2 separate regions of the Callithrix jacchus genome follow, and region 1 is linked to region 2. A link is a contact called in public Hi-C data. All regions are on one chromosome and are shown on one strand. Each heading gives the region's core, a stretch centred on a gene start, on an enhancer-like site or on the middle of the called end of the contact. The rest is flanking DNA. Distances are from core to core; before and after follow the strand shown. Region 1 holds the start of KCNF1 (potassium voltage-gated channel modifier subfamily F member 1). Region 2 has its middle 11 kb from the start of CIMIP5.

Region 1 (3,999 bases), core at 830-3,329, 160 kb before region 2:
CCTGAACGGCTGAGAAGCAGAGGAGCAGGCAGCAGGGCTGGAAGCTGAAGCTGGAATGTGTGTAGGAGGTGGTTTGTTGCACTGACTGGGGAGAGGAATAGGCCTCAGAATCCAGCAGGACTATGGTTAAATCCTGATCTCAGCAGGTTACTCACCATCTTGTTTCCTTAGAGGGTTGCTGGGAGATTAAACAAGAAAAATGCAAAGTACTCAGAGACTGCACTCCGATGTACATGGAGAATAAGTGGCAACTCTTATGATTACTCAACCTTTCTGAGCCTCGATTTCTTACTCTGTAGTAGCATGTCATGGCTGATGCTAAATGAAAATGAAGTAAAATTTGCAAAAAGAAGTTTCACTAAATAATACTTCGTGTGATGTATTCTAATATATTCCATTTTATTCCAACTCATTAAAGAAAAAAGAACACTGTCAGTGACCCAGTAAAATTAAATCCATCAACGGACATGCCCTTAAGTTTTAAAAAACCCAGCCTACAGAATACATTTTTAAATACACTTTAGGCTGGGTGCGGTGGCTCACACCAGTAACCCCAGCACTTTGGGAAGCCGGGGTGGCAGGATCATGAGGTCAAGACCACCCTGGCCAACATGGTGAAATCCTGTCTCTACTAAAAATACAAAAATCAGCAGGTGTGGTGGCGAGCACCTGTAATCCCAGCTACTCAGGAGGTTGAGGCAGGAGAATCGCTTGAACCCAGGAGGCAGAGGTTGCAGTGAACCGAGATCACACCATTGCACTCCAGCCTGGTGACAGAGCTAGACTCCATCTCAAAAAAATGAAATAAAGTAAAGAATAAATAGAATTTATATTTTAGAGCAAAATTCAACAGAAAGTACAGAGAATTCCCACATGCTCCCTGTCCCCACAGCTTTCCCCTACCCATCACCATCTCACGAAGGATGGGTGGCTTCCTACAGTGGATCACCCTACATGGACACCCATGTCAGGCACCCAGAGTTTGCATTAGTGTTCACTCTTGCTGGCGAACGTTCTATGGATTTTGATCATCGTATAATGACACATATCCACCATTATGGCATCATACGGAATCATTTCACTGCCCTACAAATCTTCTGCTCTACCTATTCATCCCTCCCTCCAGAATATTTTTCACACAATCTCCAGGCCATAGATGATACTCAGTAATCTGCAGTATGGATGATGCTGACGATGACGGTGGTGAACCGGAGGAGAGAGATGCTGTTAGCAAGCTGCTGTCGTGCTCAGATGAGTGAGGTCAGAAGGACTTTGCAGCTGTGGCTGCAAAGGCTGGAAGAGAGGAAGGTGTGGGACACTGTGCAGGAAGAGACAGGCCTTGGTCGAGGAGTAAGAAACGGGGAAGCAGGAGCCACGGGGACCGAGGGCTCTGGAAGCTAGTGGCCTTGGTGTGGGGCTGCAGAGAGATCGGAGGTGGCAGACAGCAGGGACTTCAAGGCAGAATTGAAATCTGCTGAACCACAGGCATCCCTCTGCTGGGACAGCCAGAAAACTTGGGGTCCGGAGGCCGTCAAGCTGAGCTCTGCTCCCATTCCGCCACGTGACCTCGGCCAAGTCCCTTCCCTTCTACGGGAGGCTGGACTGGATGTCCTCCTCGAACAGCTTTGCCGGGAAGGGGAGCAGTAACACCAACACGGCACGACATTGTTAGGGTCGGGCAGGAAACGCTTCAAGGATCAGGCAGGATTTTCCTCTGAAAAGAAAAGGCAGGCGCGGGTCTAAGACCGGAGGAGGGACCTGGACCTCGGAGTCGCCTACAAAGGGGCTTCCTGGAGCACATTCTCCTGCCCGGCAACAGGCGGCAGCATTCTCTCCCCACCCATCCTCTCCAAACAGCAGCGAGAGGGAACGCCTGCCGCTTCCAGCCCGGTCGCGGCCTCTTGGTGACCCGCTGGGCCCGGGGAGGGGCGGGCGGTCCGCGGTGGCGGCAGCGGGCTCGGCAGCTGTGCCCGTCTGCCCAAGGGTTAACCCGGCCCCTGCAGCTGCCGCGCGTGCCTTGCAGAATTTCACCAGAAGAGGGTACAGTTTGAAAAGCTCCTGACGTCAGGCTGGAATTCCTATTGTGTTTAGAAACGGCTCGCGCAAAGCCAGCCCAAGTTCGCTCTCCGCGCACCTCGAGCACCTCGCGGACGGCGTGGGTCCGTCAGCTCCGGGACCTGCGGCGGCTGCCTGCGCGCCCCGGGGCGAAGGACGGTGCCCGCCGCCCACGAGGAGACCCCGCGCCTGCAGGAGTTGAAGCGGCGGAGCGCGCCGCCCGCCAGCCGGGGTGAGTGCTCCGGGCGAGGCAGGCGGCCGCCGAAGCCCCCGCGGGCGTGCCCCGGCGCCCAGATGCCCGCTCGGAGCCCCCTCGCCGGGTGCATGCCTCCCCCGCGGCGCGCCCCCGCCGGCAGCTGCCCGTTGTGACCGCCCTTCCCCGCAGGCGGGCGCCGGCCGGGCTCTCCCCGAGATCCGCGCACGGGTGGCACCCGCCGGACCCCCGGAGGCGGCGGCGGCGGCGGCGGCGGCAGGGGGCGCGGGGCCGGGGCTGAAAGGGCGCGCGCGCGGGGAGGATGGACGGGTCCGGGGAGCGCAGCCTCCCGGAGCCGGACAGCCAGGGCTCCGCGGCCGGCGACGACATCGAGATAGTCGTCAACGTGGGGGGCGTGCGGCAGGTGCTGTACGGAGACCTCCTCAGCCAGTACCCCGAGACCCGGCTGGCGGAGCTCATCAACTGCTTGGCGGGGGGCTACGATACAATCTTCTCCCTGTGCGACGACTACGACCCTGGCAAGCGCGAGTTCTACTTTGACAGGGACCCAGACGCCTTCAAGTGTGTCATCGAGGTGTACTACTTCGGGGAGGTCCACATGAAGAAGGGCATCTGCCCCATCTGCTTCAAGAACGAGATGGACTTCTGGAAGGTGGACCTTAAGTTCCTGGACGACTGCTGCAAGAGCCACCTGAGCGAAAAGCGCGAGGAGTTGGAGGAAATCGCGCGCCGCGTGCAGCTCATCCTGGACGACCTGGGCGTGGACGCGGCCGAGGGCCGCTGGCGCCGCTGCCAGAAGTGCGTCTGGAAGTTCCTGGAGAAGCCCGAGTCGTCGTGCCCGGCGCGGGTGGTGGCCGTGCTCTCCTTCCTGCTCATTCTTGTCTCGTCTGTGGTCATGTGCATGGGCACCATCCCCGAGCTGCAGGTGCTGGACGCCGAGGGCAACCGTGTGGAGCACCCGACGCTGGAGAACGTGGAGACAGCTTGCATCGGCTGGTTCACCCTGGAGTACCTGTTGCGCCTCTTCTCGTCTCCCAACAAACTGCACTTCGCGCTGTCCTTCATGAACATCGTGGACGTGCTGGCCATCCTCCCCTTCTACGTGAGCCTCACGCTCACGCACCTGGGTGCCCGCATGATGGAGCTGACCAATGTGCAGCAGGCCGTGCAGGCGCTGCGGATCATGCGCATCGCGCGCATCTTCAAGCTGGCCCGCCACTCCTCGGGCCTGCAGACCCTCACCTACGCCCTCAAACGCAGCTTCAAGGAACTGGGGCTACTGCTCATGTACCTGGCAGTGGGGATCTTCGTCTTCTCTGCCCTGGGCTACACCATGGAACAGAGCCACCCAGAGACCCTATTTAAGAGCATTCCCCAGTCCTTCTGGTGGGCCATCATCACCATGACCACCGTCGGCTACGGCGACATCTACCCCAAGACGACGCTGGGCAAGCTCAACGCGGCCATCAGCTTCTTGTGTGGGGTCATCGCCATTGCCCTGCCCATCCACCCCATCATCAACAACTTTGTCAGGTACTACAACAAGCAGCGCGTCCTGGAGACGGCGGCCAAGCACGAGCTGGAGCTGATGGAGCTCAACTCCAGCAGTGGGGGCGAGGGCAAGACTGGGGGCTCCCGCAGTGACCTGGACAACCTCCCTCCAGAGCCTGCGGGGAAGGAGGCGCCGAGCTGCAGCAGCCGGCTGAAGCTCTCCCACAGCGACACCTTCA
Region 2 (3,979 bases), core at 1,031-3,530:
TCCCAACTTCAGGTGATTCACCCACCTCAGCCTCCCAAAGTGCTGGGATTACAGGCATGAGCTGCTGCCCCTGGTGGTTGCATGTTTTTATGGTTATTTCTTGATGGTATGCTAAACAAGGAGTGGATTTTTCATGCCTGCCCGTTTTGGATCTCCTGATGTTGCTGTGGCATTTGTAAACTGCCATGGCACTGGTGGGAGTGTAGCAGCGAGGATGACCAGAGGTCACTCTCATCGTCATCTTGGTTTTCGTGGGTTTTAGCCGGCTTCTTTCCTGCAAACTGTCTTATCAGCAAGGTCGTTATGACCTGATCTTGTGCTGACCTCATATTTCATCCAGTGACTTAGAATGCTTTAACCATCTGGGAATGCAGCCCGGTAAGCCTCAGCCTCCTACTGTGGATGGAGTTGCTCTGGTTCACATGCCTCTGATAGAAGCATGTGTGTCCACTTTGACCAAATCCATCAGAGGCACCTGCACCATCTAGCCCTGCCAGCCACTGGCCTGCTCCCACGGTGGGGGTTCCCTCCCAAAGACCCTGAGCGCTTCCTCTCTTCACCTGCTTCCCACCCACACACACTTGGTGCTCCAGCCACAGGCACCCCGCCCAGATCCCTCTGCCATCTCCATACCTTTGGCCATGCCTGGCATGCTGGCACCCTCCTGCCCCCCCCACCCCACCCCAATCCAGCCACCTGCAAACTCCTCCAAGCTCCAGCTCAAGCCTTTACTGCCCTAGGAAGCTTGCCCTGGGAGGCTCGGACAGAAAAGACGCAACCAGCTTACTATTCAGTGAGCCTCTCTCCCTAGCAGGGAAGTAAGGAAGTCCCTGCCACTGAGACCCGACCATCCTGCACAGCAGGGCTGCCAGTCTCCAGCCCACTGTGGCACTCATACTGAGGACAGGGTCATGCCCCTGGTAATTATGACTTCACGTCTATTTAACTGTGTGCCAGGCACTGTGCTAGGAGCCTTGCTCAACTCATCCAATCCTCAGCCTCAGCCTAGAACTCAGACATTCCCGTTATCCAGGGCACAGAGTAGGCACAGCCACAAGCCTGCTGCTGCAAGGGAGGATGACATGGGCAAACACAGGCCGGGATGGGTGAAAGGGTCTCTCAAGGAAATGAGGCGGAGTTGGGCCTGGAAGAGCAGCAGAACATGTGCCCTGCCCTGCCACATGCCTGGATCCCAGAGCAAGATGGAGCCAGCAGCCACCCCTGTCTGTCACCCTGGCCTTCCCTCCAGGACTCCTGGTGAATTCCTTCCCCCAGCCTCTGCGGGCAAGAAATGCCTGCCAGGCAGATGGCCTTTCTGGATAGCCTTATCCTGCCTACTGCGGCCTCACCAGAGGACCAGGCCAAGGCTAGGGGCGGCTCCTGCCTCCACAGGACAGGGCAGCTGCAAAGGTGGGCTCTGGACCGGGGTCCCTCAGTCCTAGCTTCTCCTGCTTGCCCAGCCAATGTGGCAGACAGGCCCTGGGCCAGGCAGGGGCTCACCATGAGAGAAAGACAGTGCCAACCACACAGGCCAGAGGTGCAAACTGAGCCTGGGGAGGGAGAAGCTGACCTCCCAGGTGGTCAGAGGGGGCAGGACCAGCCTCAGCCATTCAGGTGTGAATCCCACCCTCCAACTGCCCCAAGCCTGAGAGCAGTGCCACACCCCCGTCCTTTCTCCCCAGGCTTCCCCCTCCATTACCCCTGCCTGACACCCTATGCTGGCAACCAGAGACTGATTCTGCCCGGCTGCCCCCAGCTCCTTGAACATGCAGCCTGGGTTCCAGAAGGAGGTCATATGGCCCGTCAGAGACCACCAGGGAAGCATCACAGACTGCAGCCAGCCGGCGAGTTCAGCTACGGGTTTGCACCAAGCCTGGCTCCAGAGTGAGGCCTGGCTGATGCAGGCTGGGACCACCCTGCCTGGACCAGCAGTATGGGTAAGTCCTGGGGCTCAGAGAGGGGCTGGGAAGGCCAAAGGCAAGACGAGGACCCGTTATCGCAAGACATAGTGTCGACCTGACTTGCTGGGAGAAGCTCACAATTAACAACCCCATGGCCACGGGAGGCCAGAGTGGGAGCTGGAAGGCTCTGGACGCCAGAGCTTTGGGTGCCCGGCCCTCCTCGGGCTGGTGTTCGCCTGTAAGTGTTGCTTCGGCTGTTCAAGCACAGATGCCCCTCCTTGCCCACTGGTAAACAGCTGCTGCCACCTCCAAGACCCACGCACCCTGCATGGCAAGTGACCTCCTGCATCCCCTCTGTGCCTCCCTATTGGTTTAGAATGTCACTCCTGCCAGGGCACCTGCTTCCCCAGGCCCACAGCTGGGCTCCTCCACAGACACCGTCTCTGGACAGTGCATTTGTTCTCTGTCTTTGATCAGAAATGGCCATCGCGACCACCATGCTCAGACCTTCGACACCGGCTTGTCTGCACCTGGGGATGGTGAAGCCAGGGAGCTGCCGCGGGCCTGAGGGAGGATGCGAAGCTCCAGGCTGCCCTCTGCTGCCTCCAGAGCGTGCTGCAGTCTTGGCCAACGTGGACTTAAATACAACCTGCTTCGATCTTCAGAAATATTACCCACGAGACCTGCTTTCCCCAAAATGCATTCGGCTGCCCACGCGTGGGATGTTACAGAATAAAGAAAATAGAGATATGCTCCAGATCATGTTCCCAATGCCAAAAATCTCCCCAACTCCCAGGAATCTAGAGTCTTTGAAATGTAGATCATGGAGTAGTATCTTTTTGATAACAGAAGGAAAACTGTTTATGTGAAATGCTTTTTCTCTGCAAATAGCAACTCAAGAAGAGACCAGGAACTATAATCAGAAGGGATTTTTGTCCCGGGGGGAGATTTCTTGCCTGCGTGGTCTAGGTGGGTTGTGGTCTTCCAGTTTCTGCCCCTAAATCCGCATGTGATTGGCTCCACCTCTCAGGGCTGTCACAATACTTCACAAGAGAAATGCGAGAAAGCACGCTTTTAAAGCCGTGTGCACAGCTGCTGGTTTTAATGTCATTATCTTTCAGGGAATTTGTAACTTGTCTCCCAGAGGCTCAATTGTATTGAAAATGTAAGGTCTATTTAATGAAAATTATCAAGGAAGTTCCTGGGGAAAAACTTAAGAGTAGTCAAGCATTAGGCCAGCCCCAGCTCTGCGGTTTGAATAAAGCACAGACTGCAGAAGCCGCATGACGGATCCCAGGCCAGCCCTGCCACTCACTGCCGTGTCCCTGCACAACACACTCAGCTTCTTGAAGCCTCTCTTTCCGTGTCCGTAAAATGGAGCTAATACTGTTCACCGAATGAGACGAGGTGAGTACTGGAAATCATGCCTGGTGTACAGTGAGGGCTGAATACAAGGTTTGTTCTTTTCTTTTTATTCTTTTTTTTTTTTTTTCTAGACAGAATCTGGCTCTGTCCCTCAGGCTGGAGTACACTGGCACGATCTTGGCTCACTGCCGCCTCCACCTCCTGGTTTCAAGTCATTCTCCTGCCGCTGCCGCAGCTGGGATCACAGGCTTACGCCACCATGCCTGGCTAATTTTTGTATTTTTAGTAAAGACATGGTTTTGCCATGTTGGCCAGGCTGGTCTTGAACTCCTGACCACGGGTGATCTACCCACCTTGGCCTCCCGAAGGGCTGGAATTACAGGTGTGAGCCACCACGCCCGGCCATATAAGGTCAGTTCTATTCCTTAATAGATCCCATAAGGAGTTCAAATCTGTGTAATCCGTGATGGGTTGAATTGTGCTTCTCCAAATTTGCATCGGAGTCCTAATCCCCAGCACCTCAGAATATGACCTTATTTGAAACCAGGATCATTGTGATGTGAAGAGTTCAGACGAGGCCATACTGGAGTAGGGTGTGCTGAGATCCAGTGTGAATGTGCCCTCACAAAAAAGGAGAAACGTGGACAAAGACACACACAGCAAGGACACCATGTGTGCTAGGCGTGATGGCTCACACCTGAAATCCCAGCATT

What was found. Hi-C and Micro-C count contacts between places; a contact is called where the count stands out from the background.
Region 1: a contact with region 2 is called in a Hi-C map of induced pluripotent stem cells, with 3 times the contacts expected there. The contact joins the promoter of KCNF1 here to the enhancer-like site in region 2. A contact is called at or near these places in 2 of 3 Hi-C or Micro-C datasets (induced pluripotent stem cells and skeletal muscle).

What each region holds. Positions count from the first base shown.
Region 1 is chr14:104,077,815-104,081,813 of calJac240_pri, reverse strand. KCNF1 (potassium voltage-gated channel modifier subfamily F member 1) reads left to right here and starts at 2,079. Exons shown (of 1, transcript XM_002758029.7): 1 at 2,079-3,999. The coding sequence starts at 2,571.
Region 2 is chr14:103,913,137-103,917,115 of calJac240_pri, reverse strand. It overlaps the pseudogene LOC118147180. Among named protein-coding and RNA genes, the nearest start is that of CIMIP5, 11 kb to the right of the region's middle. Within about 2 kb of position 2,280, at least 2 of the 16 cell types and tissues checked have an H3K27ac peak or open chromatin away from gene starts, as enhancers often do.